Linked DNA regions of Sus scrofa: region 1 is linked to region 2. Evidence: chromatin contacts called from public promoter capture Hi-C data. All regions are on one chromosome and are shown on one strand. The core of a region is the stretch at or near the end of the contact, and the rest is flanking DNA. Distances in the headings are between cores, read along the strand shown. Region 1 holds the start of GPR182 (G-protein coupled receptor 182). Region 2 holds the start of NACA (nascent polypeptide-associated complex subunit alpha).

The links. Promoter capture Hi-C pulls out the DNA fragments that hold promoters and counts their contacts.
Region 1: a promoter capture Hi-C map of liver shows a contact between it and region 2, with 10 times the contacts expected there. The contact joins the promoter of GPR182 here to the promoter of NACA in region 2. A contact is called at or near these places in 2 of 5 promoter capture datasets (fetal liver and liver), 1 of 47 Hi-C or Micro-C datasets (liver) and 1 of 2 datasets of contacts at active chromatin or transcription factors (alveolar macrophages).

Annotation. Positions count from the first base shown.
Region 1 is chr5:22,301,463-22,305,224 of Sscrofa11.1, forward strand. It overlaps GPR182 (G-protein coupled receptor 182), which reads left to right and starts at 2,006. Exons shown (of 2, transcript XM_003126290.4): 1 at 2,006-3,173; 2 at 3,679-3,762. The coding sequence starts at 3,695.
Region 2 is chr5:22,056,065-22,059,741 of Sscrofa11.1, forward strand. NACA (nascent polypeptide-associated complex subunit alpha) reads right to left here and starts at 2,032. Exons shown (of 9, transcript XR_002343981.1): 1 at 1,771-2,032; 2 at 886-983.

The sequences.
Region 1 (3,762 bases), core at 756-3,255, 250 kb after region 2:
CAAAAAACAAAAGCCCAATCAAAAAATGGGCAGAAGGAGTTCCCGTCGTGGCGCAGTGGTTAACGGATCTGACTAGGAACCATGAGGTTGCGGGTTCGGTCCCTGGCCTTGCTCAGTGGGTTAACGATCAGGCATTGCCGTGAGCTGTGGTGTAGGTCGCAGATCCAGCTCAGATCCCACGTTGCTGTGGCTCTGGCAGAGGCTGGCAGCTACAGCTCTGCTTCAACCCCTAGCCTGGGAACCTCCACATGCCACAGGAGCGGCCCAAGAAATAGCAAAAAGACTAAAAAAAAAAAAAGGGCAGAAGACCTAAAGACATTTCTCCAAAGAAGACACATAGATGGCCAATAGGCGTATGAAAAAAATGCTCAATATTGCTAATTATCAGAGAAATGCAAATCAAAACTACAATGCAGTATCACCTCATACCAGTCAGAATGGCCATTATAAAAAGTGTATAAATAATAAATGCTAGTGAGGGAGTGGAGAAAAGAAAACTTCTTACCCTGTTGGTGGGAAATGGTGCAGCCACTGTGGAAAACAGTACAGTGGTTCCTTAAAAGAAATAAAAATAGAACTGCCATATGACCCAGCATATGGCCATATGTCCCAGTCTTGGACATTATCTGGAGAAAAACTCTAAATCAAAAAGATACAGTGCACTCCAATGCTCATAACTGCACTATTTACAATAGCCAGGAAATGGAAGCAATCTAAATATCTATCAACAGATGAGTGGATAAACATGTGATGATACACACACACACGCGCACACACACGCGCGCGCACGCACGTGCACATGGAATATTACTCGGCCATAAAAAAGAATGAAATAATGCCACTCGCCACAACATGGATGGACCTAGAGATTATCATACTAAGTGAAATGAATCAAAGACAACATGTTATAACAAATAACACTTAAATGTGGAATATAAAATATGATACAAATGAACTTATTTACAAAACAGAAACAGACTCACAGACATAGAAAACAAATTTATGATTACCAAAGGAGAAAGGAGATTGGGAAGGGATAAATTAGGAGTATGGGATTAGTGGATACAAACTACAAATTATATATTATATATAAAATAGATAAACAAGGTCCTACAAAAATTAACACAACATTATAAATCAACTATTTTTTCTTTTTGTCTGTTTTTTTAGGGACACACTCATGGCACATGGAGGTTCCCAGGCTAGGGACTGAATTGGAGCTACAGCTGCCGGCCTATACCACAGCTCACAGCAAAGCCAGCAAGGCCCACTGAGCAAGGCCAGGGATCAAACCTGTGTCCTCAGGGATACCAGTCGGGTTCATTAACTGCTGAGCCATGATGGGAACTCCTAAATCAACTATACTTTAACAAAATTTTTAATTTTTTAATGAGGAACTATATTTAATATCCTAATAATAAACCATAATGGAAAAGAATATGAAAAAGAATAAATATAATTGAACCACTTTGCTGTACACCAGAAACTATCAAAACATTGTAAGTCAACTAGATTTCAATTAAAATTTTTAAAAATAGGAGTTCCTGTCATGGCTCAGTGGTTAACGAATCCGACTAGGAACCATGAGGTTGCAGTTTTGATCCCTGGCCTTGTTCAGTGGGTTAAGGATCCAGCATTGCCGTGAGCTGTGGTGTAGGTTTCAGACGCGGCCCAGCTCCCATGTTGCTATGGCTCTGGCGTAGGCTGGTGGCTACAGCTCTGATGAGACCCCTAGCCTGGGAACCTCCATATGCCATGGGAGCGGCCCTAGAAAAGACAAAAAAAAATTTTTTTTAAATATTATGCTAAGTGGAAGAAAAGGTGCAAAGGTCATATATGTGATTCCATTTATATCAAATATCCTTAATAGGTAAATCCAGAGAGACAGAAAGCAGAGTAGCTGGTTGATCGCCAGGAGCTGAGGGGAGATGGGATTCGAGAGTGAGTGCTTAATGGGTGTGGGGTTTCCTTTTGGGGTGATGACAATATTTTGGACTTAGATAAAAGTGGTGGTTGCATAACAATGTGAATGAACTAAATGCCACCAGATTGTAAACTTTAAAATGGTTAATACTGTCATAGGGATTTCACCTTAATTAAATTTATATATATCCAAGCCTCTCCAGCCAACACACTCCCAGCCCTACAGCCTACAAAACATGGGCCCAGGTCCAGGTGGCTCTGCTCTCTTCTCAGTGTGGCCTGTGGGGGACAGGCAAGGTCTCTGAATAAGGAACCCCATCCTCCCCTCCCACAGGAGTTCCCCAGGGATCAAATAACTAAGGTGAAAGTGCTCTGAGCAGCAGGAGCCATGCTGACACAAGATGCTCACCAATAACACAAATTGGGGGCTCCGAGCCTTCTCCTTGGCTTGGAGGGAGAGAGAGGCATGTGTCTGTCTCTCTCTCTAAGCTTGGTCTGTGTGCTGTGTGTGTGTGTCTCTCTCTCTCCCGTCCTTCCTCTCCCCATCCAGGAGTCTCCCTGAAGCTCAGCACTGCCCTTTCCACCACACTGCATTCAGTCTTACCTCTCTCTAGATTCTCACTTTGGATTGCAAGATGAAGGCTGGGGAATGCCAGGGGTGCCATTGAGTAGAAGTGTCAGAGTGATAACAATTCTAATTTTCAGATTTCTTTTAGCCCTCCCACCCCCAGCCAGTTCTGCTTTGGTGAGAATCCAGACAGACATAGGAGAGTGGGATTCCAATCTGATTTAGAGAGGGTAAAATGCATATGTAAAGCATTTACCACAGGGCCAGCCTTCTGCTCAGCACATCACCTGAATAGCTCATTTAATTCTTGGAACACCTCTATTAGTAGATACTACTGTTGTCCCATTTTGCAGAAGACAGAACTGAGGTTAAAAGAGATAAACTCACAGAGCTGCAAGAGTCTGGATTTTAATGCTTGCAGCCTGACTCCTCCCTGTCACCGCCACACTGGATCTTTTGCTGTGATTTCCCCTCTAACTGGATTGGGGGAAGGCAGGAAAAGCCCTGACCCTCTCCCACAGAGCCTCAGCCAGTAATACTGCTTTCCGGATGAGAGGGGCGGCCCTGAAGTCCGAAGCAAAGCCAGCCCCACAGCCACAGTCCCTCCAGCCTCATTGCAGCTCCCCAACAGTCCAGACCTGCCCACCCTTCAGGACCAGAGGTTCTCCTACCACCGGCTCAGGTGAGAGTCGCCCTTTCTCAGGGAAGAAGGGAGTGAGTGGGGCCTGGAGACAACTGGTTTTCCTGCATAAGCCACAGATGTTTCCAAAGATGAACTGAAAGAGTGTGTGTGTGTGTGTGTGTGTGCGCGTCAGTCACACACAAGGCCCAAATAGCCTGACACAGAAAGAGCCCCTAAGGAAGGCTGTATGAAACGGCCAAGGGGTGAAGTGCCAGGAGAGAAGTGGCGGTTGAGCCCCCTGGGCTGGAGGAGGGTGGCATTGGCCGGGACTGGGAAGAAAGCACTGAGACCCCTTATCAAAACACTTCTGCTCTTGGGTCAAAGCTGCCAGTGAGTTGTGTACTATTGACGCACAGTTTGAATGTTACGCTTCCTTCCATTTCTCCCCTCTTCTGACCCAGACTCTTTCCCCAAAGCCTCCAGGTCCCTGTGGCCTACCAGCTTGGGGACAGGTGGCTGCTTTCAAGGCCCCCTTTCTCTTCCAACCCTCCCTTCTTCCCACCAGACACTTGCTGGTCCTCATGTCCACCACGGGGCCCAGCGTGGGGCCTGCCAGCGACTTGGGAGAGATCCACAACTGGACCGAACT
Region 2 (3,677 bases), core at 782-3,281:
GCTTTCAACTATAAACAACTCTAATTCCAAAAGGCGACAGAAATTGCCCTTAAGTGACAGGTGGAATTTTGGGAAAAAAAAAAAAAAAAAAGAAAGAAATTACCATGGGGGGGGGCAGGTGGTGAGGATGAAGTCACAGCCTGAATATTCCTTTCAGTTAATTTTGCATAACTGTCTCAGCAAGAAGACTATTATAAAACAATTTTTTTCCACTACCCCTCTTAAAGTTTATAGAGAGGTATTTTAATCAGAACTAAAAACTTGCCTTTACACTATGTTCTATATCCATTAATTCCAAAGCTGAAGAGCGGTCAAAAGGCTCTATCCCAATCCTGGGTTCCAGACAAGCTGTTCCAGCACACTAGAAACATCTCAGCACCAATCCATAAAACAAGATAACCAATCTTGGAGGGCCCTGGATCCCAGTAGGACACATTTACCACCAGCACACATCTCATCCAAACATGTGATGATGGCACAATGCCAAGCACTGCCATCTAAAACCTTGATGCAACTTGGTGGCTGGAACTTCACAAAAGCTCAAGTCTCCTTGGCCTGCCAGTGGGTCACCTAGTTTCAATAAGTAAGGATCACTGAGCCTCTTCCCTGCTCCGTTTTCCTATGTGGGGGGAGGGTTCCATAGCACAACTCCCTTTGAGGTAGGTGCCATAATATACAAAGCAGGCCAGGGAGCTTTTAATACTCTTGAATCTCAAATATACTTTATTCCACTCCCTAAGGAAGTCCCTTCAAGACATTCACTATCAGGTGCTCCCCGTCTTTAATAGAGTTAACACTAAAAGACTGAAGTGTATTGTCTTCGTCATGTTACCACCAAATGGTTTTAGGGTCAATCTTAATTAACAAGGATCTAGGGGAACCTACCTGTCTCAGCCTGGGGCTGTGGCAACTCCTGCTCTGTAGCAGGAACGGTTTCTGTGGCTTCACCGGGCATTTCTGAAGGAAGGGAATAAAAAGGAGGCCTGAATTGACTCGGATCCGTTCTGCTGCCCAACCCAGTCAAATACTCTTTAAAATTTTGCATAAGACGGGTGTTCGGGAGAACCCTCCCCACACTGGTGAGAAATACGACGTAATCCTCTGATGAAGAGAATCACCTTCTATTATCGCTTTTTCACTCCCACAAAGCGGATTTCTCAGTACCCAGGAATTTGTTTCATTCAACACTCCAAATCCTACAGAGCAGCAATCATCGCTGCATTCTCAATCCGAGGGAGAGAATCCCCGTCAGGCTCCCTAGCATGGGAGACGGAAGACGCTATACTGAACCACCTCTCCCTCCTCACCCCCTCTCCTGGGTCACGACCTCCAGGACTCCCGTCTGCCCGACTTTCGGGAACCAGGAGAGGAAAGGTGACCTCAGTCCCAATATTCACTTGTCACACTAAAGAAGGGTGTGTGTGTGTTGGGGGGGAATGTTCCAACGCTATGACCCCTCAACCTCCTCTGGGTCCTCGTGAAGCCGTTTCCAACAGCAGACGCACCCCACTTCCATCCCCACAGCCGCAATGGCTCCCATTTACCCAGCCCTGGACTCCCGGCTCACGGCCTTTCTGCCCTACTGCCAGGATATAAACAGCAGACCCCATTTTGTCCGGGGGCCCCAAGGCCACACTGCCCAGGGCAGAGTAGGAACCCGGTGGCCCCATAAAACCTCCAGTTCGCCTTAGCTGATAGTCCTCGGGACGGCTCAGCCAGCAAGAAAGGCGGATGGCTGCGGATAAAAGTAGTGGCGAAGACAGCACTTACTGTGCGGGGAACGCGGAACCAAGATGGCGGCAGAAAGAGAGCGAGCGAGAGCGTGACCCACGCCTGTTGCAGAAGGAAGCCTGGCGGAGGGGGCGGGGCCAGGATCCGATTCCGGGTCAGGAGCTGCCTGTAGTCACTTCCTACCAGTGAGCCGTCCGGCTGTTCCCCGGGAAGGGTGGTGACAAGGTCTAAATAAGGGTAAGAATTCAGAACGCGACGCGCTGGCCTGGCAGGAACTCTGCTCCGAGCCGTGTAGTCCTTAGATAGCCGACACCTTCCTGTCCCCCAGGTCGAGGGATTTTTGATACGCGAAGGGCAACTGTGTGAGAAACAACCTTTGCTTTCCTGTTGGCAATGTAGCCCACTGCGGTGTTACTACTGACTTCCTTTTCTCAGGAAGGAATGTAGGAAAACGTGAGGTATTAAATAATATTCCAATGCCACAGAGATTGTTCACACCACTGGAAGGTAGCTGAGACTTAGGTTAACCCTCGATTGTCTTATTTTTGGAGTATATAATTTAGACTGAAATTATCAAGGCATAAATTCCCCTCACAAAAAACGAGCATAGGCACACATACAATTCTTTTTGCCTCTATTTTGGACACTTTATCTTGAAACACATCTGTTCTAGAGGCTCAGGACCCCACACTTTACAAAGTAAGTTTTTTTTTTTTTGTTTGTTTTTTTTTTTGGTCTTTTTAGAGCCACACCCACAGCATATGGAGGTTCCCAGGCTAGGGGTCTAATCAGAGCTGTAACTGCTGGCCTACACCGCGGCCACAACACCAGATCAGAGCCGCATCTGCGACCTACACCACAGCTCATGGCAACGCCGGATCCTAACCCACTGAGGGAGGCCAGGGATTGAACCCGCAACCTCATGGTTCCAAGTTGGATTCGTTTTCGCTGCGCCACTAAGGGAACTCCCAAAAGTAGGAGTTTGTTTTTGTTTTTGTCTTTTTGCCATTTCTTGGGCCGCTCCTGCGGCATATGGAGGTTCCCAGGCTAGGGGTCGAATCGGAGCTGTAGCTGCCAGCCTACACCAGAGCCACAACAACGCAGGATCCGAGCCGCGTCTGCGACCTACACCACAGCTCACGGCGACGCTGGATCTTTAACCCACTGAGCGAGGCCAGGGATCGAACCCTCAACCTCATGGTTCCTAGTCAGATTTGTTAACCACTGCACCACGACGGGAACTCCAAAAGTAGGAGTTTTGAAAGGTAGATTGTAACAAGTGTTTTGTAAATGAAAAGGCTAGGGTATTGATTCCAATATCCTTTCTCCAAAAGGACGCAACAATTACTAAATCAGCCAACGCTACTTGAGCTACTGGCTTTAAGACAATTTTGGCTGCCTTTTAAGATAAGCAGAGCACTTAAATGTACTGAAAACTACTTTAAATTTTCTGGTATTTTGCCATAATAAACTGAGGCTTAGGGTTAATGAATTAGGATTAAATGAAAAAGAGGAGTTTATCAGGAATGAAAAATTCTGACATTTTCTTCAAATAGGAGAAGCGATGTTGTGGATATGAATATGAATTTTATTTTTATTACAGCATAGTTGATTTGCAGTGTTGTGTCAATTTCTGCTGTATAGCATAGTGACCCAGTCATACATATATACACATTCTTACTATACTGTCTTCTCATACTATCTTCCATCATGTTCTAACCCAAGAAGTTGGACATAGTTCCCTAGGCTGTACAGTAGTACCCCATTGCTTATCCATTCTGAACGTAATGAACACGGATTTTGAAGCCAGACTCCTTTGAATCTTGGCTTGATTACCTAATGGTGACCTTGGGCAATTAACATATTTATCTCAGTTTCCTTATCTATAAAATGGGGATAATAGTAGCTACTTGATAGGATTTTTAGGAAGATTAATTACATTACTT